Regions from separate parts of the Ovis aries genome. Here all the other regions are linked to region 1. A link is a contact called in public Hi-C data. All regions are on one chromosome and are shown on one strand. The core of a region is the stretch at or near the end of the contact, and the rest is flanking DNA. Distances in the headings are between cores, read along the strand shown. Region 1 overlaps ZBTB20 (zinc finger and BTB domain containing 20). Region 2 overlaps ZBTB20 (zinc finger and BTB domain containing 20). Region 3 overlaps ZBTB20 (zinc finger and BTB domain containing 20).

The links. Hi-C and Micro-C count contacts between places; a contact is called where the count stands out from the background.
Region 2: a contact with region 1 is called in a Hi-C map of tail adipose tissue, with 4 times the contacts expected there. The contact joins two enhancer-like sites. A contact is called at or near these places in 2 of 16 Hi-C or Micro-C datasets (hypothalamus and tail adipose tissue).
Region 3: a contact with region 1 is called in a Hi-C map of hypothalamus, with 2.6 times the contacts expected there. The contact joins two enhancer-like sites. A contact is called at or near these places in 2 of 16 Hi-C or Micro-C datasets (hypothalamus and omental adipose tissue).

Annotation. Positions count from the first base shown.
Region 1 is chr1:180,215,437-180,220,338 of ARS-UI_Ramb_v3.0, forward strand. The region is part of intron 7 of ZBTB20 (zinc finger and BTB domain containing 20); the gene reads right to left. Among named protein-coding and RNA genes, the nearest start is that of TIGIT, 350 kb to the left of the region's middle. Within about 2 kb of position 2,570, at least 43 of the 54 cell types and tissues checked have an H3K27ac peak or open chromatin away from gene starts, as enhancers often do. A contact at or near this core is called in hypothalamus and tail adipose tissue, where this site is marked.
Region 2 is chr1:179,961,907-179,966,808 of ARS-UI_Ramb_v3.0, forward strand. All of the region lies in intron 9 of ZBTB20 (zinc finger and BTB domain containing 20), which reads right to left. Among named protein-coding and RNA genes, the nearest start is that of TIGIT, 95 kb to the left of the region's middle. Within about 2 kb of position 2,730, at least 31 of the 54 cell types and tissues checked have an H3K27ac peak or open chromatin away from gene starts, as enhancers often do. A contact at or near this core is called in tail adipose tissue, where this site is marked.
Region 3 is chr1:180,040,822-180,045,723 of ARS-UI_Ramb_v3.0, forward strand. It overlaps ZBTB20 (zinc finger and BTB domain containing 20), which reads right to left. Exons shown (of 13, transcript XM_060418143.1): 8 at 1-4,902. Among named protein-coding and RNA genes, the nearest start is that of TIGIT, 170 kb to the left of the region's middle. Within about 2 kb of position 2,695, at least 21 of the 54 cell types and tissues checked have an H3K27ac peak or open chromatin away from gene starts, as enhancers often do. A contact at or near this core is called in hypothalamus, where this site is marked.

The sequences.
Region 1 (4,902 bases), core at 1,320-3,819:
AGCATGAGGTGGTAAGGAATCCTCCTGCCAATTCAGGAGAGCTGTAGGAGACACAGGTTCAATACTTGGGTTGCGAAGATCCCCCCGGAGGAAGAAATGGCAACCCATTCCAGTATTCTTGCCTGAAAAGTCCAATGGACAGAGGAGCTTGGTGGGCTATGGTCCATGGGGTTGCAGGAGTTGGACATGACTGAGCCCTGAGCATGCATGAGTTCTATGGTTAAGAATCTGAATCACCCAGAGCAGCAAACAAAATTCCAAAAGTTAAGTATCAATGTGATATGCTGAATGACTGCACCAGCTTGGACAGGAGTCCACACAACAGGCACACACAATACACATCTGGTTAAATGCAAAATCAACTAGTGCGACAGCATTTCCAACTTTGAGGAAGAATCTACTGGCAATGTGTTAATAGCAAGGAAAACTAAAACAATAAAATAGCATCTCTTTCCAAATATTTAAGAACATCGAGTGAGTGCCCCTTAGGCTGGGTTGTGGTTCTTGGAAGTTTTAGCCTATGAGAACCATATTGGGGACATCAAAGACTCCTCCTTGCCTCCAAAGAGCAATTCACTTCAGATGCTGCCACACAGTCAAATGCTTTTATGGCCACCATGTTTTTTTGGTTTTTATTTTTTCCACTCTTAATATTTTGGAACACACTGGCTTCTTAAAATTGGAAAGAAAACAAGAAAACACAGTGAGATCAAATACCTCTGAAAAAGCAACTAAGTAGGGACCTGATGGCAAAAGATAAATACACGTTCCAACTGAAACTCCATTTCCAGGGAGAGTGTGAATTATTAACAAGGACATGGAAGGGAAGTATTGGCACCAGAAGCTGGGCTGTTGACTCCTCTGCTAGTCTCATATCACACGGCGTGCCACCACCCCCATCTCATTCGTTCGACAACTTCAGAGCACACTCAATCAGAGGCTCTTATATTGAGGACGATACTATATTTGGGTTTAATACTGTGAGGACAGTCATCTAGTTTTCCTGTGTCTCGATGATAAATTTCCCTGGAACCAAATAAGGATTCCCTTTGCATTCTTCTGTTTAATACCATGAACGCAGAAGAATAAAGACAAGGGTATGACAAATAGTATTTTCCAAAGGTTGGGTGGGGGAAGTTTCCCAAACATTTAAAAACAGCCAGTTCTTAGCAAAGTGATCTTCAGAAGAACAGTATTAAACAATATTCTTGTTCCACGCAGCCACTTTTACTCCTTGCTTTAACTGGGTACGTTACGTATTCTGAGCATAATGTAAACGTGCAGAGGAGAGATGCACGAAAAGCTGGTAGAGAGAAACTCCAAACGGATCCTGAGTCCCACTTTCACTTCCCCCTCCTCTAACCCCATCTGCTACCTCCCAGCCGTGCTCACTCACCTATCTTTCTCCTCCCACCAGCATGTTTGCTAGGCATGTCAAGGCTGACATCCATCGGTGGCAGCATGAAGCCTAAGCCTGCAGGCTCCTCCTGAGCACAGACTCAAGGCTCAGCCATTGTCCATAGAGTGCTCTCAGCTGTACATAGTAAAATCTTCATCAGGCCGTTGGATTGTTTGGTAGCTTTTTTTAAAAAAAAAATTCCATTTTTTTTTCCATTTAAAAAACACTCGTTATTTTCTGACTGCCTCAGAGACACCAAGAATAGAATCCTTGACACATCAAATTCTGGAACCTCACCACTCACCAGGACTGTGGTTCCTGATCCAAGGAGTGTCGCCTGAGAATCAGCACAGACTCCCGAGGCTGTCCAGGCCTGGCTGCTAAGCTCCCTGCTTTGATTAGTTCGTCGAGTTCACGGTGTTCCAGAGTGCTGAAGCACAGAAATTAGGGAGGGGAGGTGGAAGGAAAATCACTGGAGCCTCTTACGATCTAACTTCCACTAACTGAGAGGAAATGTCTTATAAATAAACAACAGCAAGAGAAACAAAAAAAAAAAACCCATCCCGTCCTGCCAGAGGAATGTACATTATTGTCTCCCGACGGAAAACTTTACACCACACCAGAATGCAGCCATTTCTCCTGAAACTACCTCCCTCAAAACAGAAAGGAAAAGAGAATCAGAAAGAAAAGGAGAACAAAAAGAGATTTTTTTTTTTCATCTCCTTGAATTCTGTTGGGAAGTTCATGTCAGTTCCCAGTAGACACATAAGCAGTTTCAACAGTGTCACTGTTCTAGGATTTCTTGTGGAGGCTGCTTATTAGCAAAATTTCATTTCTGCCCAGATGACTGCTGTGCCATCCGGACATTTTCAGAAGGGAAGTTCAGGGAAGGGGGGGAGGGTGCGATTGTGGAGGAGAGGAAGAAGAGAGGACAAAGGAACATTCCTGATGAACCGGAATGCCCTAGACACGGCCATGAAAAAGCTAGCCCCCGCCCACCACCCTACTATTGCTTGTTGAGGGCTTGGTGATGCAGTGTGTTTAATCTACTTACTCTTTCTGCTCGAGAGGCTGAGGTTCCTACATTTCCAGCTCATGCTGGACTGTACCGTAAGCAACAAGTGAAATGAGCTCAGTGATCTCATTCTAGTCCTTCGACTCCTGTCCACATCGCTAAGCGACTGCACAGCTTGGCACAGGCCAGGATGAGTCAGCAGTCTCTGGTCATGAGAGGCCAGGCCTGGAATAGCAGGGGTGGGGAGGGGGGGCGTTAGGTCAGGAGCAAAATGAAGCAGAAAGGCAGTTTAGATGGCAGGGCTCAGCTCTGCAATTCACAGAGATACTGCAGGTCAAAATGAAAGAGCCTCATCAGCTCTGGGGTGAAGATTGAAGGACTGTACAAAAAGGAGCAGCAAGGGAAAAACTTAGAACAGCTGCCTACCAAACATAGCAAGAACAAATTAGAGTACCGCAGACAGAAAAAGAGGGCATCAGGAGAGCCCTGGAGGAGAAAAGATGCTCATTAAGATCTCTGTAATACCTTTTTTTCCATGTGCTCCTAAACTTGATTTAAGAAAAAGTAGTTACCTATACACTATCCTGTGGTATTTTGGTATTGCTTCCCTTATTTGATAAGTAGCAAAACAAACAAATAAAAGAAAAGCACTACAGTAAAATCACAACAGGAAGCCTCATGTTCCATAAAATAATGTGATTATAAGTAAAAGCCTAATATCTCAAAGATGTGCATTTGGGTCAATGACGTCCTCGCAAAATCTGGTCACAAAATGGTTAAAGAGAAGCACTCAAGTTAAGCTTGGGTGGCAGTAGGGAAGAGCTAAGACAAAGGAGAGAAGTAAGTTCAGTGTTGAAACACAAAGGGAATATGAGATTGTGTCTATATTTCTGCTCCATGGGGTCAGCATGGACCTCCATCAGCAAGTGACACCTCTTGTCAACAGGACTTTCCAACGCCTTTTCCTGTGCAGTAGTACTGTTATATAGCAAGAGGAGAAGGAAAATAAAACAGCCCGAGGAGAAAAACAGGTTCAACATAAAAAATAAATCAATTAACAGACATTTTTTTGGAGGAGGCTGATAGCCTGAATGAGTCAATGGATAAAGAAAAGACTTAGTGTAGGAAACAAACTCAGAGGAAGCATTTCAAGATAAGGACACTGAAGTGGGGACAGAATGGTCAGCAAATAGTGGTGATGGCCCCCAAACAAGGGAGAAAGCAACTTGAAAAGTCAGATGAGGTATAGCAAGAATTGCAGGAAAAAGAACACCATCAACAGGGCTGGGAAACACTAGTAAAAGATTTCTTTCCAGAGCTTTAGACAGAGCTAATAAGGACCCACTATATATTCCTAACTATTATTGTCTAAAGATGAACAGTTGCGTAAGGCGTATAAAAAAATGTAGAATAATTTTTTAGTTTTCATTCCAAAGATCATTAAATCATCTTACCACCTCTTTGATAAATGCTTAACCTTAAGAAAATGAACTTTCTAGCCTCAGTTTTCTTTTCTTTGAAATGGAATATTATCACCTTGAATTATTATAAAGATGGAATCAATGTTTGCTGATCCTTTTCATGGTAGTATCTATCACAGGTTGGATACTCAATGAAATGTTAATTGTTTGTATCTTATTAACATGTCATCTTCATAAGTACTCAGTGAAAGAACCATTTCCAGTGTGGTTGCAATGGATTCAGAGGATCCAATAGGAAGACCTTAAATCTAGTAAATTCCTCAGAGAATGTTGCTTCAAAAATCTTGTTTCTATCTGGAGATTTGAAACGTTATATATGAACACAGAAGATGTTAAAAACCTATTATGTTAAAATCTCAATTTGGGGTATCTATATTGTCCACGCAGCTTGGAACTTAATAACACTAAGTAACTAGAAGCCTGAAAGAGAAAAGAGGGCTTTTCAGAAGCATCTCCAAAAGCAACAGGATAAAAGTGCTATTGGCCTTGACTGCATGATGAGGGTTTTTCACCAAAGGGGAAAACTTAGTCCAGTTGATCATCCCAGCCTAATTGATTAATTGTGGGCCTGACCATCTGGCTGATGAATGCTGACACCCAGCAGTGATTACTGTGTAACACAAATCCGGGTGTGCTCTGCCTGCTGCCTCCCACAACAATGGCAACACTGAACTTCAGGTTAGCTTATTCAGGCCTCCTGGCTCAGTCTCTTCATGGAACAGTGGTTGTGGCAGGGAATATTTTACTAGACCTGGTCAAGCATTATCTTCTCTTATTTCAGTTACCCACTCCTTTCCAACTCCACGCCTACCTGCTCCTAAGCCCTCTTCTTGTATAAAATCACTTCCCATGCGATGCATTCCATCTGTAGTTTTCATCATACTGTCTGACTCTCTCATTTCCGGTTGCTCTATTCTGAAACATATTCAACTCGTCTGAAAGGCCCATACTGCTATTTCACAGGGTATCCTACGGAAACATTTTTATTGTCTCTCCTTTGTTACTGG
Region 2 (4,902 bases), core at 1,480-3,979, 250 kb before region 1:
GTCCCTTTTAAAAAAATAATTTAGTGCATGATCCTGGAGTGCAGGAGTGTGACTGTGTGTTTGGGAAGAGAAGGGTGGAGGGAAGTAGAAAGTAATTGTGATCTGGGACCAGGAATAGGAAGTAGCAGAGCTCAGCCATCAGTCAGCTCCTCTCCCTAGGACCGTGCAACTGACAGAAATGAATACATGCTTAGCTTACGCTGCATGCACCCTTGGCCCTAGTCAAACCAAATTATTTGTCATACTCTGAACAACATCCCACCCACCCCTACCAGTTTCCTTGGCTCTAAGCTTTTTCTATCATCATAGTATAGTGAACAGAAAAAGTATTTTTTAAAATATTTTCTGGTAGAAGATGATGTGTGGTACAGAATTTGTTGTAAGTGGGTCTGTTCCCATGTTTCCCTTGTTTCTCTAAGCATGGCAATGGACTTGTTATACAGAATATTTTGTATTGAAATTTGTTGTACTGGGTAGTTAAATCTGCCCTCGCAGAATATGGTGTTATGAATTAGCATGCTGTGTTTCTGGTCCAACAGGTTGTGAAATCAAATCTGCTTTTCCAGAGGGCAGGAGGCAGAGATGGCACGGTGAAGATGAAAATAGAGGGAGAGCGTTTAGACATATTTTTAGGATGGAGGAAGCCAATACAAAAGCAACAAACTGCAATCCTTTACTATCGAATGGTGACTAAGGAAGGAACCTCCAAATCTTGAGTGTCTATGTGGGCTTCTAGGAACTGGTTTCTGGTTTTCAGTGTAAGGAAGTACCCAACTGCTTTTTCTTCATGCAAACCAGCACTCCCTCCACAGTCCCTATTTCTCTCACCGCTGTCTGTCGCCAGGCTTGTTACCGTGTTGGACACCTCAGGGTCACACATCTTCCTCTGCCTTAAAGCCATTTTGTCAAGTCCTGACAGTTGTACATCCTTCACACTTTGCACACCTGTGTTTCCTTTCCGTTTGCATTGCCATCACCTTAACACTTTTTATTTAGACTGCTGTTTACTTTCTGACTCCCATCCTCCTTGACGTCTCTACTGCCCCAGCTTTGCCTTCACTGATCTGAATGGCCATGTCAGGCTGACAACTCCAGGTGGATTCCATGTATATGAGACTGCAAACTCTCTGAGGGTAAAAAACATCATAGTTGTTTTTGAATACCTGCGTTCACCCATCCGTTCCTTCTTCCTTCCCTCCACCTATTCATTTATTCATGTATTCATTCCACAAAGACTTACTATGTGCCTGCAATGTGCCAGCACGGGCTTGGAAATAAAACAAGCCTGGTTTCTTCCCCCCTCCCAGATCTGCTGTCTAGTGTATAGCGTGAAGCAGAGTAGCTTAGACAAAGCTGTCATTCAATATAGGTTTGTTGATGGAATGAAATTGAGTTAAAATTAAAGTATATTTTGAGAATAGTTATAGTCTGAATCCAAATTAAGTTTCCTACTCTTTATGCAGCAGGGAAATCTACCTTGACAGGCTGTTTTCCTTGGAATCCATGAAGTACATTTGATAAGAGCAGGACCGTTATGCCCACTAAAGCTAGGCTGGTTCTCATGGGTCATTTAAATATCGAGATGAAACACTAATGACAGACATCACTTAACATAAAAAATTTATTCCTGATGTTCATAAATAAGGTCTAGGCTAGTTTCAGATGTACTAATTTCCTTGGTTTCTTTCAGGAAATTGAAGAAGCTGTCTTTCAAATGTGAGTGTATGGCCAGCCCACCAACATTACTCTTTACTTTTAACTTTGCAGAAGTTGTATTGTTCTTTCTATTGATGGCATCGCTTCCTTCTCTAGATTTGATCCTGCCTCCCACCTTACATCTTGCATCATACCCTCCTGTCTGTCATCTCAAGGATCACCTCTGGGGACCATTCATAGCACAAAGACACTGAAACCATCTCTACGAACAGAGGATATTGAAAACTCAACCTTTTGGCTCACTCCTTCATTTGCCTAAAATCCCTTTACTTATTCTTAGACCATTGGGCTATTTCCCAAGTGCACATACCAGAGAGACATTCACTGACCCTTAGAAACAATGCATTTTCCATCTCACTCTCTCTAATAGTGGACTCCTTTTTCCAGAGCTGAGAAACTCTAAAACATAGCAACCATCTACATTTAGACATGCACAGGTGCTGTTATTTTGACCCTAGTTTTGCAGCTCATATTTTGTTGAGGAGGATAAAGGAAGTCTTGTAGTAATTAATTGAAAATACCTTCTTTGGTCGTGTAAAAGAATTACATGAACATGGCATATTCGAGGGCAGGTCTCACCAAGCCTCAGAAGCTGTGTACTAGTCCCTGGAGCCTTTAGAGGGCAGCAGCGCACCAGCTGATTACAGGCAGCGCGTCAGGCAAACTCCCCACCAGACCAGAACCTTCCTCCTGGTCACCATGCCAAAGGTTGGTTTGCCAAGCTCTCTGGCCGCTTAGCTTCCTTCTTTCTTTTCTGTCTCTCTCTCTCTCCCTCTCTCTCTCGCCTCCCACTTCCCACACACTCTCTCCCTCTCTCCCTCCCTCCTCAATGTTAAAATTATACACTCTGATGAAGTCGCCCCTCAACCGGAAAATGAAAGCTCCAATGAAAAAGTTAGACGAGCCAATGACAACAAAGAGAGAAATTGGGAGAAAGGGGAAAGGGGGCTGGTGAGGGGGAAGGATTTAAGAACAAGAAAAGGGCAGATGTTTCGTAAATATATGCAAAGCAAAACTGGGTGTACCCTGAACATTTCCACAGAGAAACAGACCAATCATTGTGCACTTCCTCCCGCCACACTGGTGGAGCTCTGCTTTCAAAAAAAAAGAAAAAAAAAAAAGTGTGGCCACAGGCACCTGCCTTTCAACGGTCAGTTCTGACATGCTGACTATCTCCCAATTATCCAAAGAGAACAAAAACATTTTCATCTCCACACAGCAAACACTTCTGTTATGAGAAAAAGGCTGCTTCGAGGAGTGGGAAGGCGATTTAAGGTGACGGGCGGTTGAGCTGGCCAGCAGGACCTACTGGTATTTAACTCTCCTTGTGCCGGCCAGGACAAGTTTGGGGCTGAAACATAGCAGTGAGTAAGGTTGTGGGTGATGTTGGCTCTTTCCTTACTAGACCATATTGTATGTGGCAAGAAATATACATGAAAACATATTGAGGAGATGGTAGGTAATAAGCCTGTTAAATGCATGGAAATTAACTAGATTGGTGGCATTTGATGTATAGATTTCACACTTCTTTGCACATACTGCACACATACAGCGATGGCAATGCTCTCTGCGACATATGGAAAATAAATATTTTATCTCTGTGAGCTCTTATCAGTCTCCGGGGGCTGCTGAGGGAGAGTGTTCTCTTCACCAATTTTCTCTCTTCACTGGGCTCCCACCCTCTCCTGCACATTAACATGCCTTCCACTCATCAGCCTGGTTGGGTGGAAAAGAATTAGAACCCCTTTTTCATAAATACTGAGTCACTGGGTCATGACAATTTTGATCCCTGCCCCACTTGTCCCCCATCTTTTTGGTGTGGTGATCGTCCCCTTATTCTGCTTCCCAATAATATATGGAAGAGGCTTAGTACAGTATTTGGGGAGGAGGGCACAGGGGATGTGGTGCCTCAGTGGGGGCTGGTGGTAGAACTGAGCTCTACCATCCAGTAGCCGTGTACCCGAGGCAGATTCCTCTGCCTCTCTGGGCCTCAGTTTCCTCATCTGTAAAATGGAAATGACAAACATTCTAGGGCTGCTATGCTATGCAATGCTAAGTCGCTTCAGTCGTGTCTGACTCTTTGTGACCCCACAGACTGCAGCCCGCCAGGCTCCTCTGTCCATGCAATTCTCCAGGCAAGAATACTGGAGTGGGTTACCATTTCCTTCCCCAGGGGATCTTCCCAACCCAGGGATTGAACCTGGGTCTCTTGTGTTTCCTGCATTGGCAGGCGGGTTCTTCACCACTAGCACCATCTGGGAAGTTGATGCAAAGATTAAATAATTCCTGTTGAGTGATGGGCACAGCGCTGGCACACAGTCAGTGCCCTGGGAGGGTAGCTCTTTCACAGCGTGTCGGTTCTGCAGTTTCCATTTCGGCTGGAAGGAGGCAATTCTTTTATTTTAGTCATCTTTTAAAATATCTAGATTTGGGCAGGGGCAAATGGACTATAACTGTAGCAAAGGCAAAAAGAATGCTAGGATAAGCAGTCTCCTCTTCAACACTTTTTTTTTTTTTACGGTATCACCCTCCTGACACCTTCTTTCTGTTCATGTGTTCGTCATTGCTGCTACTACACCATTAGCTCCTCTTGAAGTTGGGGGTCAAGCAAGCTACACTTGGCCTAGAGAAGCCCATCAAACCTGAGCACTATGGTCTATTCATAGAAACCAACCTTTGGCACTCGAGCTTATCACGTTTTCTTACAGTTTATCCTTTCACCGCTTGGTCTAATGTTCTCAGATCCATTTAAGATGTTTTCATGATTAAAATATTTTATTCTTTCAATTTTTTTAACCTTCTTGGCAAGGTTGATTTACAGTGTTTTTCAGTATATTTCTCCCTCACTGTATCAGTCAGGATCTTGGCAAGAAACAGATGGCACACTGAAAGGATTTAACTGAAGAGAGTTTAATGAAAGGACACTCTACTGAGGTACAGAGGAGGTTAAAGGACCCTCAAGGGAAGTGATGCACCAAGGACTAGCAACAGTGCGAGGTTGTTAATCTCAGCTTTAAACTGCTAAACCCAGGGGGTGAGGAAAGGTATGGAGCTCCCCATGTCCAGTCAGAACTGGAGTTGGGAAGGGGCCTGACTGAGAAGCACCCTGACCCTATTCTCCTGTCTCTTGCTAATGCTTCCTTTTGTTGTTGTTGCTCAGTCGTGTCTGACTCTTTGTGACCCCAT
Region 3 (4,902 bases), core at 1,445-3,944, 170 kb before region 1:
TCATGGAAAGAAAAAATTGAAAAGCACTGCATAGATGCATAATATGTATTTTGTAAAAAATTTCATTTGCATTTCTTAGAATATTTAGTTCTCAAAAAACGGCTAATTGGCTTTTCTTCAAGCCTCTGCAAGACTCAAGTTCAGTTCTGAGTCAAGAAAAACTATGAGAAATTTCACCTCAAAATGAAATTTATTTGGATAGTTATAAAGGCCTGAAAAATGAGATTATCTCCACCATAACTATAACAAACAGCTAATGAATAAATAAAGCCTGACAAGAATCAATAAGAACTGCAAAGCCTGAGAGGGTCATCGCAGACTTGAAAAAGGTAAGCAAGTGAGGAAACATCAAACAGAGTTAATGGAGATAAAGCATTTTTAAAAATGGAAAGTGTTAATAATCACCGACAGGAAAGAATACACTTCCACAGGGATGACAACAAGAAAATGAAACAAAACAACACAAAACAACTGGAAATATATATTTCCTGGAGCAAAGTATGACTACTGATTCAGCAAGAGGAGAACCTACTTCTTTGTCACTCCCTTTGGAAGCCTTGCTTAAAAAAAAAAAAAAAAAAAAAGGTTGCACAAAAGATACATGTGTTCTTTTTCTGGTATTATTACAGGCCCACCTAGATTTAGATTTAGCTTTCGATTCCAGATGAGATCAGACATGTTCAGACTAGCACATCCTTGTTCTGTAAGCACAGAGCTGCTATCATCTCACTGGCAAATTCTCGGATCCCCAAATTTATGCACAATAGATGCTCTTAAAAATTTCTACTTCAGTCAAATACCTCACTGAGTTCAATTTTTTATTATTTCACTCTGCTAGTATTAAGCCGAAAAGTTAAGGCAGGCGACTCCCATAAGAAAGGAAAGTTGAATGGTACTTACCCTAAGTATAATGTGCAAGCCTTAAAGGGGGAATCTACTTCTGCTCTAGGGTTTTTAGAAAGGAATCCAGGTCTAAACTCAGCTCTTGCCTTTTTCCCTTCTGGAAAACTGAGTAGACTCACAGAAGGTGGCTCTCAGAAAGATCTTACAAATCAACAGCCTTACCTGTGGCCATTCAGAAGACTGCACTTTGGTGTGTGTTTAAAACTATGAATAAAGTCAGATACAGCGCATGCTCAGCAGACAATTTAAAAATATTTATAACATTGTTGTTTCAAAAACAAATTTCCTCAAACAAAGCAAAACTCACATTTCTGATCCATGCCAAGTTTAACGTTCTGAGACAAAGCTGTTTTGGAGTTTTCCGCTGGGGAAAAAAAGGGCTTCTAAAAATTTTTGTTGAACGAAAAAATAGTTCTCTTTTCCCTTTTGGGTACTCTTAAAGAGGTGGAATAAAATTTGCTCTAAGTTTCAACAAAATCTACCTCGGGCTAAGATAAGGCAGTCGAAATTGGAGATCTATTAAAAAAATAATTTTGGAAAGAGTAACAAGGAACTAAAAACTATGAGTTTAAAGAATTTAATGGTCATCTGTACCTTCAAGGCAGTCGTGTTTGTTACTATACAAAAAAAAAAATCTTGATACAAACAGGATATATTATGTATACATAAGTTATGCATTGATAAGAATAATGCACAGACAACTCTTGCATATCTAGAGAAGTTATGTTTTACTTTTGCTAACTAAAATCTGAACTCCTGAAAGCTGAAAAAGAAATATATCAAAAATACAGGAGAAACCCAGGAATAATGTCAGTATATTTTCTGTTTTTCATAGCAGGCATGGAGAAGAAGGCAATCACATATCTATTAAATTTTGAGTTATACAAAATAAAAATTGGATCAAATACGGGTTTTAAAGTCCTAATTACTGCAGCAGGAATCCCTGTTCCCCCTGGCTGGGAATTTTTCCTCTTTCTCCTCCTGAGTGTCCCTAAGTATTCCATTTTATCATCTATCACCAAACCCTGCATGGCCCACAGATCTCCTAGACCTTATTTAAATTTCTCATGTAAGTCTCTGAATGACTTTCAGCCCCTGCTCTACTTTCCAGGGGTGCTCATCTGGCCTCAGAAAAGCTCCACAGACACATCGTTCAGTATTTCTGACACTTTCAAGCTCAGCAGAGGGTGCCAAAAAAAAAAACCAAAAAACAAAACCCGATATTAAAAAAAAAGTTTATTAAAGTGAAACTAGGAGTGCAGATTTGAATAAGTTGCTTCTACTTTAATTTCCCTCTCAACTCAGCACAGGTGTTTCCTAACTTATACTATTGTGCATGCTGATGAGGGGGAGGGTGAAATTAAGGTGAGAGAGTGGGCTAAACACCGACCAGGACCAGCAAGCATTTCGGATCTCTAGCCTCATGTGTTAATGGATGTGTCTAAAAATGGACCCCCCAAAACGCCTAGAAGGAGGTTTCTTTTTGGCAAATGATTAAACCAGTATACTGAAATAATTAAAGCTTTGTCCTTAAAGAAAGCATCAGATCAACAGAACAGAAACAAAGATAAAAATTGCACACACATATGCATGTACACACATACTCTCTCACACACAGATACACACAACTAGAGGGTGAAGGGAGAGGGAAATTAAATAAAAGAAAACAAACAGAGTCCTAACAGGCCATTCTCCGAAAAGGAATCTAAATAAAAAGTCATATGATATCTGATAGTGCAGGACACGTCGCCAAGAACTGGAGCGGATTGCCTACAGGAAGAAAGAGCCAGTGTATTCCAGCTCAAAGAGCTTTTCTTTCCTCCTCCTCTATTTTTTTTTCCCTTTTCTCCTCGACTGTGAATGTGTGACTCTCAGGTCAGATGCACGAAGAATCGCAGAATGACAGCTATCACCTTTCCCTACTCCTGGCAGCACGACTGGCTGATAGGAGCTGCCTGAGTTGGGATCGAGAGGGGCTGGTGCAGCTTTCATACGAGCCTCTTCAGGAGCCCCTCTGTCTCTTCCATAAACCCTTTTGGTCACATCAAAAACAGACACCCCCTAAAAAGTACAAGCAGAAAACAAAAATGCAAACACAACAGCCCATGGCAACAAAAGAGTTCAAGACAGAAAAAAAAAAAAATCAGAAACAAGTAAAAGGGAAAAAAGAAGAGAAAAAAAAGCTCTTGCTTTCAATATAAAACTTTTTCAAGACCGAGTTTCTTTTCTCTTATTTTGATGACTTTCTTTTTAAAGATCTTTTTCTTCTTAAGCACTCTTAAGAGCATTAAAAATCTCTACAGAAATACAGAAAAGTCTCAAGGCAAAACACTATAAGAAGTGAGTTACCCTAGAGAAATTTGGATTTGCCAAAAGTTCCCCTCATTCTAATGTCTTTCAGCGAGTTCAAGTGCAAACACTGGCCACCTAGCTCTTGTTTTTTTCTCTGATGGGTCATTACTGAGGCAACACATACACACTAAGGTTTTCCGAAAAGACTCCTTGTTATCAAGTTACTTCAAACATAAGGCGCTCACACCTCCCAGCCAGAAGGGCTTATTGACTAGACACCACTCTCTGCCCTGTTATGTATTACATCCCTGAGAAGCAGTTACATAAATGTATTCTAAAAATATGGAAAAATGTATATATCTATATTTTCCCTACAGTTTCCCACCCCAGGGACAAAAACAGATTATATTTTCAGTGGATGAAAAAAAAAAAACACAAAAGGAAAGGAAAGAGTTTCTGAACCTTGAAACAACTGTTGTAGCTGGTTTCCACTTAGTTAAATAGTTATTTGTAGTTAGGTACTGCCTATAGTATATATTTAAGGATTTTTGTGGTGCTTGTGAATTTCCCCCTTGTTCAGTTTTATGTCTATTAAGTATCCTAAAGAGATTTTCAAATAGCAATCAAAATATAAATGCATTAGGAGGAAAACTTTTAGAACGAAAACATTGAGTTTACAATTCAAGGATGTTAGTATAAAGATATAAATGTACAGCATATATAAAAGGTGGAATTGTTTACACATCTTGCACAGACAGTTCACACGATTTCTTTCTTCTTTTGTTGGAGCATTAATTTGAAAATGATAAGCACTCTGGAATGTTTGCTACAAACACAAATTCATGGTGAAATACACATGCATAGGCAAAAAAATCAAATGGAGAACACGCAAAGCTACGTGGCAATCAGAATCGTAGAAAAATCTCTGTCTAGACTATATTTCGCTTGAACTAGTAGATCACGGATGGGCAGTAATCTCTCTGGTTTTTTTTTTTTTTTCCATTTACATCACTAAATAGAAGCAAAAATAAAATACAAAATATCTGTTCCTTTAGTACCTTGTCTTAATAACTGACAAGCGACACAAGCGGTACCTTTTAAACGGATGCAAAAACTTGTGAGACCAAATGAACTAATGTACCCCATTGGTATTTTGGGAACCCAAATCCCATAATTAACTTTTTACTCAAGTGGCAAAAGTAGAAGATGTTCTTGCCACTAAACTGATTATTTTGTGGAGTCTTGTTCTCTGCTCCACAGGATTTTAGGGACTCAGAATGGGTAAAAGAGATAGTAAGAGAGGATGTATCCTGAACAACTTTTATTGTGAGTAGAAAAAAAAATACCAGGGAGTGAGCAGAAGAACAGTCGGATTTAGAAAGATTAAAAGAAGAGAAAAGAGCAACATATCCAACTTAATTAGTCTTTTTCCTTTTTATTTTTTATGTATGTATATATATTGGGGTGATGGGGAGAAAAGATAACTGGATTTCTTTGGGAATGTCTTTGTGTCTTTATAGAGTGAATGTTCTGTTCCTGTCTCTCTCTTTTTAGGCGAAAAACTAATAAAAATAGAAAAACATATATCAGACATTAAGCTCACTCCCCCCACCACCCCTTCCCTTTGTAAAGAACTCTTTGTTCTCTAGTGAAAATGCTGAAAAATCCCCGGGCAGCTACTCCCTGAAACAAGTGCAAAACACTTAG